Regions from separate parts of the Bombyx mori genome. Here region 1 is linked to region 2. The links are chromatin contacts, called in public Hi-C maps. All regions are on one chromosome and are shown on one strand. Each heading gives the region's core, a stretch centred on a gene start, on an enhancer-like site or on the middle of the called end of the contact. The rest is flanking DNA. Distances are from core to core; before and after follow the strand shown.

Region 1 (6,877 bases), core at 2,056-4,555, 110 kb after region 2:
ATCAAACAATTTCATTAAGCACAAACCAAGAATTTCTTGTTAACAACGATAGCTGCATTCGTAAAGGAAGAAACGAAGCATAACTCATTCGATTAAACGGTGTGCTTACGGTGAGCCTGCGGGCAGTTAAGTAATTGTAATAACGCCCAAGGACCACTTTAAAAAACCTTTAATTCATACAGAAGCTAAATAACAAGGTATCCACATAAAATGGTTTTAGAGATTCTTTGGAGGCGACGAAGCAGATCTTGGTAACGCATAGAAAGTGTTAATCCCATTTTAATATGACTAATTGTCACATTAATTGGCTCTGAGTTAGTGCGAAGGCGTTTTGGTGGGTGTTGAAAGTGCATCCTTATTGACTTTTGTAGAGGAACAGTTGACGAAGATGAATAAGCATAATATTCCACAAAATTATCCTCATTTAATAATGTTAGATTTTTATTGAGTACGAAAACTGAACGCCTAAGCTATTTTTGGGAACTTACTTAGCTTAAAAGCGCATTTTTTTACGTTTAATGCTTAACAAAAGAACCGATTAATCTCTACATGAAGCAAACAATATAAATTCATAAAAAGTGAAAAATTACGTTTAAGTAAGTATATTTGACATTAATTTTTGGTTTTTCATTGAAATAGTTGATTGTTTTGCAGGCTGTGATACAAACAAACGCTTTTTATCAGTGCAAATGTAACGCTATCATTTACTTTGCGTATTTCAGAGATAATTAAATTTGAGAAGAAAAGTGAAAACTGGTTATTCTAATTTTAACCAAACTTTTGAGAATTACTCTTACAAACAATAAGAAAATTAATTAATTTAGTAAATTTTCATAATCAAATTAACGAAACTACTCGACATTCGCATTACAATAGAGAGTTGTTATTTTAATTCAATCCGTTTATGATTATCATTCAAATTATCATTTAAATCAACCTTTTTCGATTTACTAAATCGTATAGCATGGAACGACGCGATGGTATATCACTGTAACAATAAACCCAATTAAATATATAAGTTTCATTTCCGTGATATAGTTTCTATTAAAAAAAAAAAAAACAAAAAAAAAACAACCAAATGACTTTTGAGCGTGACATAACATAGTCTCACATCCGATATTCAATACGTGGAACGGATGACGAATTTTATCTTCACACGTATCATTATGTGTGGATGTATGTGTGTGTATGTATTTATATTTTTTTTTCTCAATTTCTTATAGAGTGCTCGCCGACAATGATCGCCTGTCGATTAACATGCAGCTATTAGTCGTTAATGCCAAGATCACGGCAGGGGGCGGCAATACGTACGAACCGACGCATCGGTACCCGCGCGAGTTCAGCCATGACAGCGTTTAATATTACATCAATGGTTTCGCTGGCGGTTAACACAATAATTTCGAATTAAGAAATTATAATACCGAAAACACCTTTATTAAGTGTTAATGTTCTTATTAAAGAATCGATAAGACTGTTTGTAGAGCTGCGCTTTTTAACCAACTTCAAAAAAAGAGGGAGTTTTCAATTCTACTATCAGAACTTTTTTTTTTTTAGATGAACCGAATTTATAGTTTTTCATTTGATGTAGGTGCCGGTGCCAGGTGTCACGGTGCTCTCTGCACCACCCTTGGATGACTGGTAGAGAATGCCTAAGGCATTAAGACCGCTTCTGTACTTTTGTCCATAAAGCAATAAATAACTACTCATTAATTTATTGGCACCAACCGCACAATACCTTGCAAGTAACACAAACACCAATCTCAAAGTAAAGGCTACCAATTACATTTAGTGCAATTTTTTTTTTTTGCTTAAATTGGTGGACGATCTCACAGCCCACCACTTAACACCCGGTGTTAAGTAATGCGTTTCGGTTTTAAGGGTGGGGCAGCCGTTGTAACTATACTGAGACCTTAGAACTCATCTCAAGGTGGTGGCGCATTTTACATTATAGATGTCTACGGACTCTAGTAACTACTTAGCACCAGGTGGGCTGTGAGATCGTCCACTCATCTAAGCAATAAAAAAAAATTAACGTTTACAGCAACTTTTGCAAATTATCCTAATTGTTAAAACTCTTTAAATTTATACAAGGTGAAGGTTCTCAGTTCAGTATGTAGGTATTTTATTATTGTGCTCTAAAAATACTTTTTAGTAGGTAAACGAGACTTACTCTTTTTCATAGTTGTAGCTCGGACGGAAATTATTATTATAGTTTCAAGACGATCCTGAAAAAAAAAACCCGGGAACGTTGCAATACTTACTCGTTCACAAGGAGTTAAATATTGAAGGGTTAAAGTCAAGTATAAATATATCTACAAGAACGCTAGGACAATATTATACACATAACTAATAGGTTTAAGAAAACCCCATAAATACACAATCTCTATTCAACAACGAATGCTATTTTTTGCTAGTTTTATTAATATTTCGTTACATAGTTTAACTTCACAAAAGAACAATATTGTATGGTACTATTGACATCTGGTGCTGAGTAGAAACAAAGATGTAGCGTAGCTGTTTATAATCAGTTATATAGATGGCGTTGTGTGCTACAGTTTTTTCAACACGTTACGGAGTTAAACTCTTCACTCTTGAACTTGAAGGTACAATTGGAAATTTTTATCTTCTAACGTGCTACTGCTTTTATTAAATATTTTCAATGGCTCCTGTCAACGTGGAATCGAATTTTATTCTGCAGAAGAGAACTCTTCATACAATTTTTAACATGCATCCGAGATCATTGTGGAATATGCATATTAATTTTTTGAGCTTTTCAATACATTTTATAGATATGAGGAGGTGAATTCCCCAGGATTATTCATTTGCACAACGCAAAAACTAGGAACAAGCCTTCATTTACTGAGAGAACGAATAGGTATGTAAAATTTATCTTTTATCGTTTTTAATGACGTTTAAAATTGTATATACCTATTAATCCAAAAAGTCTCCTGTTTGGAACGCGAGGAACGAAGTTGTGTGAATTGTATTATTTTGTCTATTTAGTGTTTCTTCAGGTTTAAATAATAATATGTAACAACGGTGGTTTATTAACTGTTTAGAATCTGTGAAAGTGCACAATTTTGGAAAATGAAATAAAGCCGCTGGACGTAGCTTTTCGGGATCCTCCAAAAAGTCCGCTGAAACAGACTTAGTAAATGACCACCATTTTACTGAGATTATATTTCATCCCATATCAACTCCTATTATTTCATTTCATTTCGCTCTATATTAACATGTTTCGTATAAATAAGAATACATTTAAATTAAAATAAAACATGACTTAAAGGTCTTAGTTGCCAGATCATAAAATCCTTTAAAATTATATTACCTATGTTGTTGACAATTTTGTTACCTACGATGTTACCTTTGTTTCCAAGCCAGTAAAATTTATTAAAAAAAACAAAAAGTTACAATGTTACGAAATTATTCTGCATTTCAACATGATTATGTTTAATTTCATTATAAATATGATGGACCCTATTCGTGTAACTGATAATTCTTTTTAAATTTTATTTACCTATGATTTTTAACCGTAATTACAACAAACGAATAAAAATGAATTCTATGAGGATACCGTTGCGAAAACATCCCCTAAATTATTTAAAAGCGATTCACAACGTACTGAAGATTCAAAAAAACGCACCTGTATGTCTCTTTACCACAAGTGTTGATGTCGTTGATTCATTATCTTCACAAATTGTGCAAAGAACCAAAGAGAAAAATACGGTAAACATCCAAAATCATATGGTTGAAAATGGTTCTAAATCCACCAATCCTCCCATGACAGATGAAGAACGAGATAATTTAATAAAAGAATTAATGTCAAAAAACAGAAACAGACAGTTGGAAACTCTTGTAAGAGAAATGAAAAATAAAAGACAGTTCATGAATGAGGAAACTCTAAAAAAGTTGTTCAAGCATTATAGTTTAGATGGGAAACCAGAGATGATAATAATACTCCAGAAGTATTGTGCAAATGTAGATCCTAATCTATATCAAAGAAATGTGGAATTTCTTCATTATTTAGCCAAAGCTCACTGCTTCAAAGGAAACTCAGAACGCGGTTTATCAATATTGACCCACTGTTACAGAAAGTATGAAGGATATAGAAGTTTTTACCGACTTATATTCAGAGAGTTAATACAAGATTCAGTATTGAATCGTTCTGAGGCCTCACTAATTGTATTTAAAAAGTATGTCTTAGACTTCAGTGAACAATGGAGCGATCATTATCCATTAATATGCTTTTGGTATATTTGTTGGTCCAGTAATTGGTTTTCAGATCAGATGCTTTCAAATGAATTACTTGAAACATCTGAGGCTTTACAGGATATTATCAGAGACAAGTAAGTGTATTTTATAACTTTTTGTCAATAACAAATAATAATTTACATTAATGGGTGCTTTTTTAATAATAAAAATAGTTATCGCACGGTTGAACTATTGATACTTACAATGGAGAAATGTATCAGTTATTTTGCTCATCAGAAATTAAGAGTGGATCAGTACACACTGGCACCTTAAAGCCACAATAATAATAGAACAATTACTACTCTACTTTTAATTTAAATGTTCAATGAGAGAAATAAAAAGGTAATAGTATCCCAAAATATTCAGGCTCCCACTATAAACTGTAAAAATAGTTTTAATTTTGTTATGACTCATTATGTCACGGGGACAAATCACTCGTGAAAACCAAAGAAGGTACTTTATATAGAGAATAACATCCTATATTTAAGTTTTGAACTGTAGCATCTAAATCGTTTGTGTCTCAGTATTTTGAGGTATGAAATACCACTATTTAGAGCTTGCTGTGGTCGATAGAGACAATTTCAGTTTGTCAAAGAACAATTATTACCATTTAATAAGAAATTCAACCTCTATTAACCAAGTGAATTATAGTTATATACAAAAATAACACAATTGGCATCTAACATGAAATTTATTATTTGGTGCATAATAGTAAATTAGGAGATTTTAAGTATCATACAAGATCAAACCTGTGTATATAGATTAAAAATTCAATTTTGTACGATTACACATATGAGTTGGACCTTTTTTTTATTGCCCATGTAGGCAGACAAGCATACGGCCCACCTTATGGGGAGTGGTTACTGTCGCCCATAGACTTCAGCAATCCCAGGGGCAGAGCGAAGCCGCTGCCTACCAAGCTGAACTTATGAGTGAAGATTTTTCCAAGGCATACTATAGTATAATGGGACAATGACATACTACCAGTAGATTGTGTTCTCTTAACTTAACTAATTAATTGCTTTAATAAGGGCCAATGTCACTCATCGACAAAAAAATATATATATTGATGCACTATGTTATAAAAGCACTCTGAAAACAGCATGGAGTGGAGTTTATTTCAAAGTCAGTTGGTACTGGTCTGTTGGTCACTTGATGAGCCATCATTAGGTCATAGAAATGAATACTGTTTTAATGATTGTGTAATGAGATGATAATAAGAGTTAGCAAAATAATAATTTACAATGGTGTGCCATGTGCATCCTGAGAAAGCAAGTCAAAGAAGAGTTTTGCCAATTAAGAATAATATGCTCTCCTACATACCTTTTCTTTTACCCTTTTATGCCACTTAGCTTGAAAAGGTTGTAAAAACTAAATAAGTGATGTTTTTATTTTATTTCACATAAGTAAATGAATATAATATTTTGTAAATAAATCATCAAATATTTAATTGAGTTGAAATTTTGGAGGGTTTTTGTTTGGCACGGCAGGGAAAGTTTTTGTCATAGTACCACTATAGTACAATGCCATGAGTAGTTTTTACAAATCGATGCTACATTTAATTACAGCACAGTTTGACTTAAGTTTCCCAAGCTAACAATAATCAATCTTTCATTCATAAGCCCTGTTGTCTGAAGACTTTGTTGTATATTTCCAGGGCTATGGCGTTCAGCATTACTGTATTGAATAACGATTACAATGAAGATGCTGTTCTAAGACTCCTACAAAATCTATTGAAACATAAAATGATGGAAGAGTATTCGAAAGTATTACAAGTGCTTTTCAATTATAAATGTAAGTATAATATAAGTAAGTATTACCATCAATAATAAAAATTTCAAGAGTGTTTTTTACTTTGTGAAGAGGTCATACGCCAAATAAGTGCCTCCCCCTACAATCGATTGCTCATTGCTGAGAATTGTGATGCACCTGGCAAATAAGTGAATTTACTGTTAACATAGCTTTTATTTTTAATAAACCATATCTCCTATGTAATTTCACATTTTGAATTAAATTAAATGCTTCTAAACAGGGTTTAAAAAATGCCTACGGTACTACTTAAATACACTAAGTAATTTCTACATGGGGTCCTCAAGTGAATTGAGTTTCCAATATTTTCGTAGCATATTATATAAACAGGTCAGTCGTTTATTGACACAACTCAGTATTTTCTTGCGAAACGAATATACTTCGATGCCGTATCTCCCTAGACACTAACTTTTACCTCAAGCAACTCTTCCTCCCAAATCCCTCGCAAATCCCTATCAGGGTCCCAGATAGATAACCGATCAGTTCCCTAGTTAGCTAAAGCACATTTAACATAACCTTCACATAAGGCTCAGCCCCGTTTGTCTACATATTAGGAGTTTTTTTTTTTTTCGAGCCTATGGTCAATCCTCCGACCAGGTCCCCGCACCTAGGGGGCCCGTATGTGGGACTTGACGATCTGCAGGTGTTAGGAGCAGACCGCGGGCCCAAGGATGTTTTTAGGGCTCTACCGCACTAAACGACACCCCTGCCCTCTTACACCAGACATCCGGGATCAAAACCCGGTAAGTGTATGCACCAGACGTGTTATCCTTTAGGCTACGACGACTTCAAGTCCGAGCCTGTAGGGTCGGAAAAC
Region 2 (6,797 bases), core at 1,927-4,426:
ACATAATAGTGTCGAGTTAAATACCGCATATCCAACCAGCTTTTTTTTTTTTTCCTACCTAAGCTGAGAGCCTTGAGAGGCTATTTCAGCGTAACCCTAACGTTTGTAGGTGAGCTCACGGGGCTCAAACCTGATGACGTTGCTAACACGAACCCTAGCAAGAGCCGTGCTTCGCAGAATCTACCACCGGATCGGAAACGCGACCCACTGAGAAGATCCGGAGAGAAACTCAGTGGGCTGTGTCTCCAGATCGGAATGCTGACCCACTGAGACGATTCGGCGAGAATGGGCTGGATGATAGACGAGAATGGTTGTCTATTGGATTTTAAATAATATGAATGTGGTAATCTGTTCACCTCATACTTCCCACCCTTTTTCATATACAGTCAAAATCTGTTATAACGACATCGAAGGGACTGCTCATATTCAGTCGTAAAAACCGATAGTCGTAACAACCGGTGATGTTTAATGTGTATCGTGCAAGTACAAACAAATCGATAGGGAATTATTGGAAAAATATATTTACATAATACGCGATTTTTCTTCAATATTAATTTGTTTTCTTTTTCTTTGCGAGATTTTGAAAGTTTCACGAATAACTCCACAAAGTTTTGGTGCGTCTTGTGTATAGATAAGTAACACAACTAACTGAAGAGATATAAAGAAGTGGGCTTTGACTACCGCATGCACGTGTTTTGTTTCTAAGAATTAGAAAAGACCCTACACTAAACTAAATCCTATTGTTTTCTTTCCCGATTTTAAAAGCCATTTAAGACAAATGTGGATACCTATTCAAATTGTTTACAATACGGCTTAGCCGGTCGTTCTAACAGATCTAATTCTCCGAAATATTAGTTAAATGTGGTCGTTTTATGAGGTATGTCGTTATTACCAATGTCGTAGAAAGCAATATTTTTAATAAGGCGGTCATATGGCATTCAGCCGGGACCTTTGTACTTGGTTATTATAACCGGCATGTTGTATTAAACGATGTCGCAGTAAACGGTTTTGACTGTATTTCAATGATAACTATTAATGTTCAATCTATGTTCATATTTTTAAATTAATTTTAATCATATAAGGCATATTATATTATATGACTTATTGTAACTTATATTTGAAGTGACGTCACTTATTATATGTATGTTTGATCTACCTAATAATACAATGTCAGTCGAAAGTAGATCAGGTAGCTATGTCAGGCAGCTTGTTTTAGGTACATACACATTATTGACGATATAATCTATACTAATCTATACTAATATTATAAAGAGGAAAGATTTGTTTGTTTGTTTGTTTCGAATAGGCTCCGAAACTACTAGACCGATTTGAAAAATTCTTTTTCCATTAGAAGCCGACATTGTCCCTGATGAACATAGGCTACTTTTTTTTTATTTTATTTTTTTGGTTTCATGTGTGTTTTAATGTTTCCGAAGCGAAGCGAGGGCGGGTCACTAGTAATTATATAATACAGTTGTGCTAACCGTGAAATCGAATGCATCGCGACATTAATAGTTAGAATTGTATTAGTCGGGCGGGCATACAACATGTCCTACCGCCAAAAATTACGTTGACTAGATGAATTATAAATTTAATAAAAAAATATGTTTTTAAATAAATGATTGAAGTCTGATTACGCGCTCAAACCAAACCACAGCATATCTTATATCGGCTGCCCAAGGGAGGAATCCTTCACTTTGCTGATATAAGTATAAACCGCCGATATATTTTAGAAACGTCTGCGACGAACGAAATACACAGTTGATAGTTTTGCAAACAGAATTTTTACTGAAGAGGAATACGGGCGGATATTCCAGATTTGAGCGATTTTGAATTTAGTACTTTATCCGGTTTTTGCGACCTAATTAAAACTCCTTTTGTGTGAAGTTGTTGTACTGGCAACACACTTCTAGACCTCAAGATATAGTTAATTAAAAAAATAAAAAATAAAAACCTATTAGTTAATCTATGTGAAATTAAGCGTGAAAGTCAAGAAATAATTTTATATTGAAATTACGACCCCTAATCGTCCGTGACGGAAAGTATTCGACAAGTTAACAGACATTAAGAATCGCGGTATTCAATTTGTAAAATAGTTTTAATTGTAACTTGAATTTTAATTATTGTATTACAAATGCGACTATTTATAGGATAGGTATCAATTTACCTATTGCTGCTCTAAATAGAGACAAAAACGTTATTGGATATTTATTGTCTTGCTATAAATATTTACAATACTACATGCAATACAATATAACAATAGAAATATTATATTTCGAATTGGGACCAGTTATTTCCTTTGTCATTGTGGTTAGCCATTTTCGGGCCTATTTTTGTTTAATGTTTTTGTATTATTAATAATATGGAAGGGGGTAATGAAGTGATTCAAACAAATGTTGCTTTCAAACTACAGTCAAAACCGTTTACTGCGACATCGCTTAATACAACATGCCGGTTATAATAACCAAGAACAAAGGTCCCGGCTGAATGCCATATGACCGCCTTATTAAAAATATTGCTTTCTACGACATTGGTAATAACGACATACCTCATAAAACGACCACATTTAACTAATATTTCGGAGAATTAGATCTGTTAGAACGACCGGCTAAGCTGTATTGTAAACAATTTGAATAGGTATCCACATTTGTCTTCAATGGCTTTTAAAATCAGGAAAGAAAACAATAGGATTTAGTTTAGTGTAGGGTCTTTTCTAATTCTTAGAAACAAAACACGTGCATGCGGTAGTCAAAGCCCGCTTCTTCATATCTCTGTTACTTATCTATACACAAGACGCACCAAAACTTTGTGGAGTTATTCGTGAAAATTTCAAAATGTCGCGAAGAAAAATAAAACAAATTAATATTGAAGAAAAATCGCGTATTAAATAAATATATTTTTCCAATAATTCCCTATCGATTTGTTTGTACTTGCACGATACACATTGAACATCACCGGTTGTTACGACTATCGGTTTTTACGACTGAATATGAGCAGTCCCTTCGATGTCGTTATAACAGATTTTGACTGTACTTGTTAGACGGTGCGCAAATAACGGTCATCGAAACGTAACTTTGAAAAAAAAAACCTCAATTTATAAGAGACAACGAATGTTATGCAGTCCAAATTTTAAGCCAGTGTATTTTTTCTATTCGATGATAGATGGCGCAAATCGAGAAATATACGTTTTATTAGTCACCAATAGATGGCGCTAGCTTAAAAAATTACAAGACGCTAGTGTGATATTATGAAACTTAAGTTAAATTTGGAAGTAATTTAATTTATTTATACTGAAGCTCTTACGCTTATAGGTAGGTGATAACAAATGATAAACTTTAAGTAACAATTTATCTCTGCACACTATTTTCCTATCTCTTTTATGTGTAGTTGGTGTCAACGGCATGAAATATAAGTTATTTGGTGTCACTATATTGATAAAAGGTCACTGATGTTAGTGTGTCTAATAAAATTAAATTAGGGAATTTTAATGTTCTTATATTTCGTGTATGATAGGTCAAATTATAGGAAAAATCACTTACCTTGCATGTTCCCTGTACACATATTGCTCTAAAGCCTGGCTTAGTACACGGGGTGCCGTCAGCAACTAGAGCGAGGGAAGCGTAGAACTGCTGGCCACGAGGTCTACAATTCAAGGTACATGGCGCGTCTCCTAAAATAATTGCCAGATATTAATAGGTACATGCTAGATTCAATTAGATAGAAATATTTAATTATCATCTATACTAATATTATAAATAGGAAAGATTTGTTTGTTTGTTTGTTTGTATTGAATAGGCTCCGAAACTACTGAACGGATTTAAAAAATTCTTTCACTGTTTGGAAGCTATACTATTCCCGAGTGACATAGGCTATAATCTTTTTTGAAGAAAATTAGGGATCCTTAATAAAACTCCAATAATGTAACCCAAGGTGTAAAAAAATTACCTACAACATTCTTTACATCGCGTGGCCTGCAAAAACTATTTATGATAAAATAAAATAATGTACTACGACTTTGTAGAACACATTATTATTTACAAAAAGCGTCACGGCAGCATATGTCTAACTATTATAGTTACGCCGCAATAAGTGTTCTTTTGTTTAAAAAAATTAAACAACGTCAAATATCGTTGAAATTTTTGTTAAAGACCCGAGCGGAGCCGGAGCGCGCCGCTATTAAATAATATAATAGATTAGAAACAAAACAAAAACGCGCCTAAATTCTACGCCGAAGTGACAACCGATTTCATAGCCTAAATTCTACGCCGAAGTGACAACCGATTTCATATTTTCTTATCCTGTTGATACAGTTCAGACTGTTAGACCGGTCGTTTATTAGTTAATCGGAGGTATTTAAGTCAGTGGAAATGACGTCCAAAGATTCCGCTACATACAAAAAATGTACAATATTCACAATTTTGTTCTGCGATATATTTTTTTATTTTTTTTATTGCTTAGATAGGTGGACGAGCTCACAGCCCACCTGGCTAAGTGGTTACTGGAGCCCATAGACATATTAAACGTAAATGCGCTACCCACCTTGAGATATAAGTTGTAAGGTCTCAGTATAGTTACAACGGCTGTCCCACTCTTCAAACCGAAACGCATTACTGCTTCACGGCAGAAATAGGCGGGGTGGTTGTACCTACCCGTGCCGACTCACAAGAGATCCTACCACCAGTATTCCAAAATTCCGGTTTGAAAAACAGCCGTTACGCAGCACGATTTGAGATTTCCACCTCATGTTTCAATTTGGCGGGCACAATTTGCGTTGTTATGTGTATTTGGTCTGGTACCCACCTTGATGTAGCGACGTATTCGATAAAGCAATGAAAAACAATTCTTACCATCGACATATGGCACCCAAGTATAGAATCGACCTCGGAACGGTCTGCGATCGTAGACAGCGCATTGCTCGGCTCGAACGTCTCGTTGTGGTCCCGAGCATGGCTGTAAAAGAAAAAAAATAACAAAAATAATAAAGGAACAAAAAAAAAACTGTATGCTTTTATAGAAAATCCAACTAAAAAATAGAAAATAAATTTTAATAAATTTGAATTAAAAATAGTGTAAGAAAAGATTATTTTATTGTAAAAAAGGCAGTTTTTTTAAACTAAAAGAGTTAATCCGACGTTTTGAAGGGGATCAAAATCATGTTCAAAGATTCCGTTACAAACATACATAGTAACTAACATACATACGTCTGAAGCTAATAAAAGCGTATTAAAAATACTTTAACCTTTCATTTATTACGCACACGAGTGACTCCTTCTTCGTATTTTGGCGAGAATTACAAATGCAATCCCTAAATACGGAATTTGGGAGGGACACCTAGCATTTGAAAATGCAAAACATGAGCAATTAAAAACTAGCTACGCTCTGATACGCTCACGTTATCAATATTCCATAATTCCAGAATTCGAATTTATAGTATCCAAATATTGTTAGCCTAATATCAAAAGCGTGCCGAATGAATCATTCTTAATTCACCGTGACAGTAGCGCTAATGAGGTTTACTGAAATGCACCTACCGCAGTATTGCACTCGTGGTACCTCCGCGCGAGGCCTGGACAATCCGGCTCTGTGGCAGGGCCGTGGATCAAATGCCGAGACCGTCTTTTGTGCTCGAAGTTTCTCGTTAGCTTCCTTCTTTTTCGACTGCGACGCGTTCTGAAAAAAAAAGCAAACAAATTTGAGTTTTCTCAGAAATGAGACAAAACGTAGACACGTCATAAATATTAATGCACACTTATTTAGTTTAGTTTCTGATTGTTCAGCTGCTTTTAAGTAGCACAACAAAAAAATCATTCGTCTTTTAAATATCGTATCGATTAACAATTTTCCACAATTAGCTCGCTCGACGCTACGATCTTTTTCATATATTGGAAGTGATTGTATTATCTAGTTTTCCGTGGCCACGAAAGCTGTAGGTATTCAAAAACATCGATACTGTAAATTGATATTTAGATAATGGCTTGCGGTCATCGTTCTTGTCGAACCCGTCGCTTGTGATAAAGGGCTCGGCGAGTAAATTAACCCACAGACACAGCCCACTGAGTTTCTCGCCGGATCTTCTCAGTGGGTCGCGTTTCCGATCCGGTGGTAGATTCTGCGAAGCACTGCTCTTGCTAGGGCTCGTGTTAGCAACGTCGTCAGGCTTGAGGCCCGTGAGCTCACCTACTAGTTCGGCGAATCTAGAATAACCCCTTGAGGTTACTAGAATCATCATCATCTTAGGCCTTACAGCCCAGGGTGGACCTTAGTCTGGTCCAGTATGTCTTTCTAGACTGCTTACTAGAATAGGTAGGATAAAAAACTGTAGGACTAACCGTAAAATTGTTTTAATCGATCCTCGTTATACAAACTAGTCCGCTTCTATGCAAGGTCGCTTAATTGAAATCGCTCGAAGCGATAAGGCTTCTGTTGTACTCATTTCAATTAGGTATACTTACTCAAAATGGAGTTTTATATGTAATACGTGATTTTTATCAGAGTTAATAGGTACAGTCAATGGACTTCAACTAATTTCGTATAATGTCAATTGTAAGGCTGGTGACTAATCATGAAGCTCATACTGTTTAAATTAAAATGGTAATGGTCGTTAGTAATCTGATAATGAGAGCTTTAATAATAATAATATCGACTCATCCGCAGAATATAGTCCTATCTGTAGGATTGATAGTTTTCAGTAGAGGTTAAAGAAGTTGTTGACTTGTGTAACTTTTAAACGGTGCGACTTGTTGTTTAAATTTTTTGGTATGTTGTTACTACGTCGCAGCTTTGTTAAATACTGTGTA

The links. Hi-C and Micro-C count contacts between places; a contact is called where the count stands out from the background.
Region 1: a Hi-C map of middle silk gland shows a contact between it and region 2, with 2.7 times the contacts expected there. The contact joins the promoter of LOC101742132 here to the enhancer-like site in region 2. A contact is called at or near these places in 2 of 7 Hi-C or Micro-C datasets (middle silk gland and whole pupa).

Annotation. Positions count from the first base shown.
Region 1 is chr19:7,293,638-7,300,514 of ASM3026992v2, forward strand. It overlaps LOC101742132, which reads left to right and starts at 3,306. Exons shown (of 3, transcript XM_004933329.4): 1 at 3,306-4,346; 2 at 5,909-6,045. The coding sequence starts at 3,520.
Region 2 is chr19:7,180,280-7,187,076 of ASM3026992v2, forward strand. No RefSeq gene overlaps it. Among protein-coding and RNA genes, the nearest start is that of LOC134200673, 19 kb to the left of the region's middle. Within about 2 kb of position 3,177, at least 2 of the 8 cell types and tissues checked have open chromatin away from gene starts, as enhancers often do.